2 separate regions of the Macaca mulatta genome follow, and region 1 is linked to region 2. The links are chromatin contacts, called in public Hi-C maps. All regions are on one chromosome and are shown on one strand. Each heading gives the region's core, a stretch centred on a gene start, on an enhancer-like site or on the middle of the called end of the contact. The rest is flanking DNA. Distances are from core to core; before and after follow the strand shown. Region 1 holds the start of RAP2A (RAP2A, member of RAS oncogene family). Region 2 holds the start of MBNL2 (muscleblind like splicing regulator 2).

Region 1 (5,247 bases), core at 2,496-4,995, 210 kb before region 2:
CTAGTTTTATTTCAACTGAAAAACATTTCCTATATCCCTATTACTTTTCTTTGTGTGTGTAATGTCACCCAAAATCAAGTTAAGAAAAGAAAGCATATGAATTTACAAATACAGCCATTTTCAGTTGGTCCACTTGGCTTTGATAAGAGGTCGTGTATGTATATGGAGGTATGTACACTTATAGACACTTAAGGGAGTTTTTATATTTCTTAAAAGTGAAATATTTCAAGTAATAGAAATCCTTGAAAATGACTGCTATTATTTGAAATGAAAATGAAAAATGAAAAGCTCCATTCGTCGTTTGGCTATGCATTAGTGCTGTGCATTATTGCTACACTGTACTTGAAGTTAAATGTTCATTCTCATGCCCTTTTCCATCAGATCCTTCATAAGAGAAAATATTTAAAGAGAATACCAACACAGTTCTTCCAAGGATTATTTTAACCTCATTGCTTTTTAGTCTCATCTTGCCTATACTAAATAATGAATTCCAAAATGCAATTACAAATTTATTTCTTCTAAAATTACATTTATATCAAGGGTAAAATTTAAGGAAGATAAATGACAAAGTTATTAAAGTAAGAATGACAGCTAGAATTTTTTGAGCAACTTCTGTGTACTAGGTATTGTTTTGGGTATCTTAAAATACATTATCTCATTTAATTCTTACAAGGACTCTTGAAGGTGCATATTAATCTCTATTTCACAGATAAGGAAACTGAAGTTTAGAGAAATAAGCAAGCATTTCCCCAAATCATATACACCTTAGACCTCTGTTGTCCAATATGGCAGCCTGTGGCCACATGTGGCTACTGAGCACTTGAAATGTGACTTGTTTGAATTGAGATGTGCTACGTCAAACACATACCAAACTTCAAGGGCACAGTATAAAAAAGTAAAGTATCCTATCAATAATTTTTGAATATTGACATGTCGAAATGATTCTATTTTAAATATGGTGGGTTAAATAAAATACATTATTAAAATTAATTCCACATATTTATGTTATTTAAAAAAAATCAGCTACTAGGAATGTTAAAATTACATATGTGGCTCACGTTATATCTCTATTGAAAAGTGCTGACCTAGACCTAAAGCTGAATACTGAATTTGACAGTAGATATCAAATACTGAGAGGCCACCTGCATTCACACGTCCTCTCCATCAATGATGGGAAGCCAGATGCTGGGATTACGATGAGGTGTAAAATACCTTACTACTACCGTATTACAAAGACACATAAGTGAGGGTCCAAGAGGTTCTTACGTATACAATGGTTGAATTCTGGTGAAAGAATTTATGAACTCTACTTCAGCTGATCAATGATCTTTTTATATCAAGAACTGAGACTAGTGAGTAAAATGATATCTGGGCATGCAGAATTTTACTCTTTTTTTCCTCTGGGCCATAAGGAAAATAAATACATTGCTCCAATATACTGAGTTTAGACTAACCTATTATTATAACTGAGAAAAGTAATCTGCACTAAATTACAAGAAACTACAAAATTATGTGGACCATATTATCCAAAAATATTTTGCCATATTTGTTCCCTAGGCTTCAAGAAGTTAGCCATGGGTATGTGGCTTTATCATTGTATATCTGCATCTTCATATCTTTATGCCTGCATATCTAAATGTGAAGGGTGAGGAAGTTGGGACATTTAGATTATTTTTTGACGTATGCATTTGGCCTAACATTAACATGTGGCGATGTATCAGACTACCCTGCAGTTGGTTTGGTTTGGTTTGTTTCTTTCTAATTGTGTGGTATTGGGGGAGGGGGTAATAAGGATTTAAGTCACTTAAATGTAGCCCCTTAAATGCCATCCTCATACTAAGCTTAACTTTAGGAAAATGATACTGGAGAAGTAAAAAGCTATCAAATTCGCAAATCTTAGCAGCAGAGACCACGCAAGTATCTGCTTTATTCTAGTTTGGAATTTAACACAAGGATGAATAACATGCACAATTTTAGTTCAGCTATTAAAGTGCATACTCAAGTAGTTAAGGGGGGGGGGTGGAGCAATGGAGAGAGAGCCTTCTCTTTGATCTCACAGGTTGCATTAAAAACCCACTACTCGTAATGAGTTTTTGAGCATCCCCTGGGCACACATAACTTGGTCCTTGCTCTTTCAAAATGAGTGGACTCAAACTGACGTACAATGTGATTATGTCTACAGTGCACTTACAACCATCTTTCAATAAAGGTCTTCAGATTTAGGCTCTAAGTAGAATAAGGCAAGAAAAAAAGGACACTAAAATTATCAGCAGGCTTTAACTAACAACAACTGGATAAAACGGTAATATGTAATTAAATGATAATTAGAAAAATCTGCCAAAACTTTGCACTAAGATATTATCACATTTCTAATGCTTGAAATTACATGGAAAAATATACTCAGTGAATTTAAGAGAAAACAAACATTTTAAATCATTTAAGTAATCAGCCATATTTCCAAAATGTATACTTTAGAAAACAATTTATATATATATAAAGGCTTATTAACGTTAACTTTAAATTAGCTAATACTTGAGTCACACTTTTGAAGAAGCTTCTGTTTTGTTTCCAGGAACTTTTTTTTTTTTTTTGAAGCGGTTAAGGCGGCTATATTAAAAACAAAAACAAAAAACAGCTAAGCTGCATTCTTTTCCTCTTGTGAATGGCTTATTTGCACTCCTCTATGTTAATATTCTCGAAACCCCATTTAGCTTACGATGTCTTCAAAAAATTTGATAATCTGTCTTTAAAGTTTTGCTCTAAATTAGAGACTTAATTTTTGTAAAACGCCTTGGAACCATAAACCTTTAACGAGATGAGAAAGGTCTCTTTCCTCTGGACTTGACTTTACTGTATAGGTGTGTGAGCGATTTTTGCTGTCAAACATTGCCAAGGCAGACTGTTGTTGTTCAGTCTGCAAATGTCTCAACTATACCTGCACAGTTCCTCTCTTCCCAACACAAACCCATCCACTCCCTTCCCCTCTGCAAGTTTTAAACTTTGTTTCCTTGGGGGCTCTGTACAAGCAATGCTAACAACGGCCAAGAGACAAAGAGCTGTTCTGTGGGCTAACAGGATGCCAAATTTTAGTTGTGAAACAAAGCATTCGAATTTGAGATTGAGGAGGAGGAGCAGAATGACAATAGTAAAGCCTCCAGCTCGGAGCCACCCCCCAGACAGCCCCCTCCCCAGAGCCCCGCGCGGGGAGTTCTGGCCCCGGGACGGTGACTCCGGGGTGCAGCCGCCAAGCCCCCTGCGCCCTCGCTCACCGCTTCACGCGGATGATCTGGTCCCGCATGGGCTTGATGTCCTGGAAGCTCTGCTGGTTGACGAGGCTGTAGACGAGGATGAAGCCCTGGCCGTTCTTGATGTACAGGTCCCGCATGGACGCGAACTGCTCGGTGCCCGCCGTGTCCAGGATTTCCAGCACCGACGGCGACGAATCCACCTCGATCTCCTTGCGGTAGAAGTCCTCGATGGTGGGGTCGTATTTCTCGATGAAGGTACCGGTCACGAACTGCACGGTCAGGGCGGATTTGCCTACCCCGCCCGAGCCCAGCACCACCACTTTGTACTCGCGCATCGTCCCTCCGCGGCCGCCGCCGCCGCCGCCGCCCGCGACATAGACCTACGCCGGCCGCGCTGCGCCCCCAGCCCCGGCCCCGGCGGCCCGCCCAGCCGCCTCCCGCGGCCGCCCCCACCTCACAGCCGCGGCGGCCCCCTGGGCGCCGGCGGCGGCGGCGGCAGCTGAGGGAGCAGCGGCCCTAGGCATGGGCCGAGCCGGGCGGCGATGCGGCCCCGTGGGCACCGGGTGGGACTGAGGGCGAGCAGGGAGACAGAGCGTGAGCCGCCGGAGCCGCCCGAGCCGCCCGAGCCGCGGGCCCGCAGTGCCGCCCGCCCCGCCCCTCGCGCCTCCACGCCCAGATCCCCGCCCGCCGCCGCCGCCGCCGCTACCCCCAGCGCTGGAGCGCGCGCCCGAGCCCCAGCCGCAGCGCGGCCAGGGGCGGGGCCCGGCGGCCGGGGCGGAGCCCGCGGCACAGCCTCGCCCCCGTCCCCGTCGCCTAGGCGACCGGCCGCGGGCGCTCCCGAGAGGCTCTGCGCGGCTCCGAAGCTTCTGCCGTCGCGGAGATAAACAAGCACCGCGACTGCCCAGCAGCGCCGAACCCTGCGCGCCCAGTCAGACCCCAGGGCCTACGTACCGAGCATGCGCAGTTCCCGCCCGAGCTGGGAGCAGTCAACCTGAGACTCCCACGTTCAGAATTCGGCGGAGATGCGATGGTAGAGGGGCCAGAGCTACCTCCAAGCTTTACCCTGAGGCGAGGAGTGAAGGGGAGAGATGCCCAAGGCCCAAGAGGGACCGCGAGGGCCTTTGCCCGATGCCACCCAGTCTGTCAGCACTTCTAGAGCTTTGGTTTTATCTTGTATTAGCATGTGTAGCTTTAAGGGGACGGGCACCTACAGGCTTCTGCCTGAAGTTGTGTAAACGCAACAAAACGAAGCTTTCGAGTGTTAGGACATTGATAGGAGGGTGACAGCCCCCTCCGGCAGCGCGCCACAGGGTCGAGCCAGAGGCGGCCACACACCACGGAAGTTGGGTCCAAGCCTGCTGACGTCGCCAGGGTCCCGCCCACCAATCCTCTGGATCCGCCCACATTTCTTCTAGATCCGCCCCTTTCAGTGCCGAACTGCAGTCGAGCTCTGTCCACGCCCTGTCAGCCACTGGTGAATTGAAAACCTGGAGAGCGGAACCCCGACCGGCAGCCGGAAGGCCCCGGGACACCTCATAGCAACAGCCGGCTAGGGGCATCTAGTGGGAAGCTGGGATTCATTCTAGCCAACCACGTCATGTCTCTGCACCCCATGGTACCATTCACTACCAATAAGAGAGCCTCCCCATACCACGTGACTTTCCTCTTTCAACCAATCGGGAAAAAAATCTGTCGCGGGATCCGCAAGCACACCCCCCAGTGCCTCGCCAGGCGGGGCGGTTCGCGCACGCTTTGCCAACCAATCGTAGGTGAGCTGGCGTGTGACGGAAGTTTCGACCAAGCCAACCAGAGCTCGCGAGCCCCTTGCCACAGAGGCTGGCGGGATGGAGATAGGGCCCGGCTGCGGGCGTTTGGGAGGGGCAGAGATTGAGGAGCCAGTTGCTGTGCTCTGTTCTGGCAAAAGAACAAGATGGGTTGCAAGCCAGAATGATGAATTCCACTTTTAACGTCGTCTCCGTGGCATTCTGCCTAAATGATG
Region 2 (5,136 bases), core at 147-2,646:
CTTATTTAAAGATTATAAGAACGTTCCCCCTGCCTTTTTTTAAAACCTTATTGTCCCCAAAACGCACACATTACCCAATTAACAAATAGCTTTCCACTTAACCTTTGTCTTTTAAAGGGACAGTAATGTTTCTTGAAGAACATTCAAGGTGGTGGTGGTTAGGCAAGTCAGATTTTTTTCTTCGCTTCAGTGCTTGCTAACTATTCTAAAAATGTTACACATTTATTGTAAACACATGCTTCCGAGGCCTAACAAAAAAGCACAGTTTCCTCATGCCTGGCAGAAATTTAAAACGGAAAAGGGCAGAAAGAATTCTTTAGCAAATACATCCTTTCCTTCTCCTGGGCCAAGTGTGTTAAAAATAAATCTTCTCCATCATTTCTCACTGCTGCTTCTCAGCGAGAAAGTTGATATGGTTCGGCATAGTGAAAACACAGCTTTAAAAGCTAGCCTGCCCTCATTAAATTATTCTGCTGGCTGTGTGTTCTCATTAAAAATGCATAAAGATCAGATAATTGCAGTAAGCATTATTAACCCAGCTTTACTTTTGAATATAATGGTTCCACTTTTAAGCTGGAAACAAAGACTCAGACATGCCAGGAAAAGAAATGTAAACATTGAACTACAGTATCGAAAACTTGCCAGAAAGCTACCTCTTGCTAGGTTGTTAAAAATGTGCTTTTGAAACTCAGTTAAAGCTGTAGCATTTTAGAGCTAGGTAAGTCCCTAATTTTTAATAAATAGACACATACGTTTGGTCAAACATCCAACCGATGATTATTTACCATGAATTTTTTTTTTAATCCTTAATTGCAAGTCTGTTTTCAAATAATAGGATCCATGTAAACTTTATCTATTTGGGAACTAGCTATGGCAATATGACAATTTTTTTATAGCAAGAAAATAAGATTGCGCCGAAGAATTAAAATGGTTTTTAAAAAATAATGTAATAAATGAATCGATTCTTTGCATAAAAACTCGATTTCGTGCCTCACCCCGAACAGGCGGCATAGATTCAAGCTTTGCCATTTCTTTTTCTCAAATCAAAATGTTACGTAAAACTCCAGGGTCCCCCGCAAGTATTACATTTGAATTAGTGGAATCCAGTTTCCCTGGCTCCCCTAAGCAGCACACATGGAATGCAGCATACTGCAGCAAACTCTTTAAACATTCAAAAAAGGGGGGCGATTCTCCTACCTTGTTTAGCTCTGCCTGTCCTTCCCATTTACAGTAACCCCAGGAACATCCGGCAGAACCAAGTGGCCGAGGCTTCTCCACCGCATCATGAGGAAGAAACTTCCATGTAAATAGTTCTCATTCCCTGTTTATTGTACTCTGAAAGCCGCCTGCCGTATCTGGAAAATTTTACCTTCAGATGATGAAGCAAAGACAGTCTAAACTCTGTTGCTGTAAGCTGCAAGCCCTTCCTTCCGACAAATCCCTCCCAGCCCGGGCCAGCCAATCCCCAGCCAGCTCGTCAGCCCTACTCGTCTGAAACTGGCCCTAATAGGATGACTGACACAGTAACACAGCACTTGCAGTGTGTAAAAACAGTGCATCCATACTGATGAAAGAGGAATTTCCCTCTCAGAAGAAAGCAATCATAGCACCAAGACAAAGTGGCACATAATTGGCAGAGCAGAGAGAGGGGTAGCTCAAGAAAACACCCTTGAAGACAGCCAGCTCGGAGCCAGGAGCTGCACCGTGAACACTTTGGAAAATGTGAAACTCCGCAGATTCCAAAGAAATCCAGGTTGTACATGAAACTGAAGTCCTTGGACTATCTGACAAAGCATATGTGTATATTTTGTAAAGGAAAAATAATTCAGTGTCTGCCATGGCAATTAATACCTTACAAAACATTTACGTATTTCCATTATTGGGGAAGAATGTGCTAGCCCAAATGCGTATTCAAAATCAAAACATGCTTCTAGCTCTGGCACACACAGGTTTCCTGTATAACATCTGTTATTGCACTGGTTAATTACTGTGGCCCATTTATCTTTCGTCTAAGTTTTCAGACCACTTGGGACTTCGATTAGGGAATGCTGGACAATAAAATTGATATCTATACACCACCCTTTTCTACTCTTGGCAGGCACCCACGAGAGGATTAGGTGTGCCTTAACCATCTTAGATGCCATTTGATAAATACTGTGCATTGGCTTACATTGTCGTTAATGAAGCAATGATTATAGGAAGATGTTTACTGTTGAATGCATGTGGCACATGATCCAAGGGCCCCCATGAGGTGCCTGCCATTCCACAAAAGATGTTCTAGGAGGTGCTGGAGTTTCCTGAAATAAAGCAGAAGAAGAGAAAGGTTAGAAAGGGTTATTTATTTATTTATTTATTTCCCAGTCTACAGCATTTCTGTATGCTTTGAAAACAAAAACACAAAAACATATGGCATTTAGCAAACACAATAAGCATACATTTTCCTTCCCCTGAATACAACATTTTAAGAAAAAACAAAAAAGTATGATGATTACATGACGAGACCAAGGCAGAACAAAGCCCCTATTCATCTGAAAGGTTGAACCCAATGCACTATTTTTATAAGCAACTGTTCAGTGCATCTGTAATGAAGCAACAGAATGAAATGGAATGCTTTCTTTTTATTTTGCCATTACATCTTAAAAACAATGTTTCACATAATTTCTAGGCTACTTTCTTCAATAACTACTATGCTTTATTCCCCTCAGTTTTTTATGCTTACATTGTTTGTCCTCCCCATGTAATGCTACCACATATCCTAACTTGCCGGCTTTCATCTACTGTAATACTTCTGGAAATTTGAATTAGTTCTTTGGTCAAACAGGTAAAAACTACTTTTAATTATTAATATACTTAAACAGATTCATGATTCTCCTCTTCCGCATCTCCTTCTGATTCTGTCTTCGAAACTATCATTCCATGAATCCCATTCCTGAAACTCTAGTTACCTTTTGACACATTCCCCCATTCTCAGCCAGTGAAACTAAGCCTTGTTGATTTTCCTTCTCAGGTAAGCCAGAACTCTGACCTATTACCTGGAAAACACAAATGCTAACAAGACAGCCTCTGGGACTCAGGCCTCCTCATCTTCAAGCTCCCTTGTTGCCAGACAGGTTTTTAAAGTCATATAAAGTCATCTTCCTTTCACATTCAAACCTTTCTCTCTATAAAATCTGAATTATAGCCTTTCAAGGGCCTTCATAATCTGGGCTCTCCCTTTCAACTCAACTTTTTCTCCACTGTTTTCCCAAGTGAACTTCCTGATGGAGTCATGCTTATTTCTGCCTTACTCAATCTTTAGACCTCAGCTCACATTTCCCTTTATTCTGTCGTGTCTTCTCTGGCCACATTACCCTCTCTGATATTCTCTTGTGAAAGCATTCTGTATTGTTTATTGTATCAGACACTTTGAAACCCTTAACATTGTAGTCTTCTGGTGTTAGTTTGCCTGAGTTGATCTTTCCATCTCAGAAAGCAAGGCTCATGTTGTATATTAATTAAGATAATGCACACAAAACGTCTATGCAGTGACTGGCACATAATAAATGCTCACTAATGATAGCCATTCTTACTGGTATTTCTAAATGCATTGTTCATTGCAGTTAGCAAAATGCCATGCACAAACTTGCTGACTTCACGATTCCCATCTCAAGAACTGGTATCACATTCATCCAACTGCAGGAGCCAAAAACCTGGCAGTCATCCTTAACTCTCCTTCTTCAACCACCATTTGAAATCCATTATCAAAGTCTTTCAGGTTTAACACCTAAATATTTAGAAATATTTCACTTTGCTTCATCTCTCCCAATGACTTTGTCCAAGTTATCGGTGTCTTTTATCATGATGATTGAAATAGCCCTTAACTGGTCTCCTGAATGTATTCCTGACCCCTTCAAACCTTTTTTCACACTTCAGTCAGAACAGGAATTAACAGACAAGTCTAATTTTTCCGCACTCCTTTGTGTAAAACCTTTGCTATGGACTGAATTGTGTCCCCCTAACACTTGTACGTGGAAGTCCTAGCCCTCAATAGGAAGGTATTTGGAGATGAGACCTTTGGGAGGTGCTTTAGATCAGGTCATGAGGGTGGAGTCTTCATAATAGGATTCGTGTTCTTCTGAGACACCAGAAAGAGACTCTTTCTCTCTCCCTCTACCACGTGAAGACACGCAAGAAAGCAGCTCTCTGCAAGCCAGGAAGGGAGACCTCATCAGAACCTGACCATGCTACACTCTGACATTGGACTTTCAGCCTCCACAACTATGAGAAAACAAACTTCCACTGTATAAGCCACCCAGTCTACAGCAGCCTGAGTTGACTGAGACAACCTTTAACTCTGTTTGGGCCGCTTTTAGGAAAAAGATAAAAGTCCTCAACATGACCCATGAGGCTCTGTGCCGTCTAGCGCCTGCCTACTTCTCTAGCTTAGCCAGAGGCTAGCCAGAGGCCGTCTGTTCAGGGAACCCTTCCCTGACCCACAGGATGAGTTCAGATCTGCTTCTTGTTTTCTCTCATAGCCCTGTGAACTCCAGAGCAGTGCATCTCAAATGTTAATGTGCATGCACATCCCCCAGGGGTCTTGTTAAAATGCAGATCCCATCTCCATAGTTCTTGGGTGGATACTGAAATTCTGCTTTTCTAACAAGCTCCCAGGTGACGCTGATGGCTGTTGTCCATGGACTATTCTTCGAGCACCAAAATGTTTATAGATGTTGTTTGCTTCATAGCACTTATTGCAGGGGATGGCTATACATTAATTTGGTTATTATTATTTATTTACTTAAGGTCTACCTTTGGAACCAGCCTGTTGGTCTCAGAAGTCACCATTGTCTCTCCACATCTAATCTAGTATGTTCATGGCACATGGTGGAGGCACTCAATAACACATGTATGTTAAATGACTTAATTGATGGGTATAATGTCCTACAGATCCAAGCTGGACTTATATTTTTTCTTTTTTCTCCTCTTCCTCTTCTTTCTCCTTTCCTCCTCCTCCTTCTTTTCTTCTTTTTATATATCTACATAAGTTCCTGGAAACTCTAGATAGAAGCTTAATTTTTCTTGAGGTCATGACATGCTAAGTAGAAAGCAGAATGTTTGAGAAACCAGAGAACAAGTAACAAGAAGATGATCAACCGT

The links. A called contact is a pair of places that touch in the nucleus more often than the background predicts.
Region 1: a Hi-C map of fetal cortical plate shows a contact between it and region 2, with 2.8 times the contacts expected there. The contact joins the promoter of RAP2A here to the promoter of MBNL2 in region 2. A contact is called at or near these places in 2 of 14 Hi-C or Micro-C datasets (fetal cortical plate and liver).

The regions. Positions count from the first base shown.
Region 1 is chr17:92,159,188-92,164,434 of T2T-MMU8v2.0, reverse strand. It overlaps RAP2A (RAP2A, member of RAS oncogene family), which reads right to left and starts at 3,745. Exons shown (of 2, transcript NM_001193832.3): 1 at 3,270-3,745. The coding sequence starts at 3,583. It overlaps LOC114673441 (a long non-coding RNA gene), which reads left to right and starts at 4,257. Exons shown (of 4, transcript XR_013407692.1): 1 at 4,257-5,247.
Region 2 is chr17:91,947,578-91,952,713 of T2T-MMU8v2.0, reverse strand. It overlaps MBNL2 (muscleblind like splicing regulator 2), which reads right to left and starts at 1,396. Exons shown (of 6, transcript XM_077973884.1): 1 at 1,198-1,396.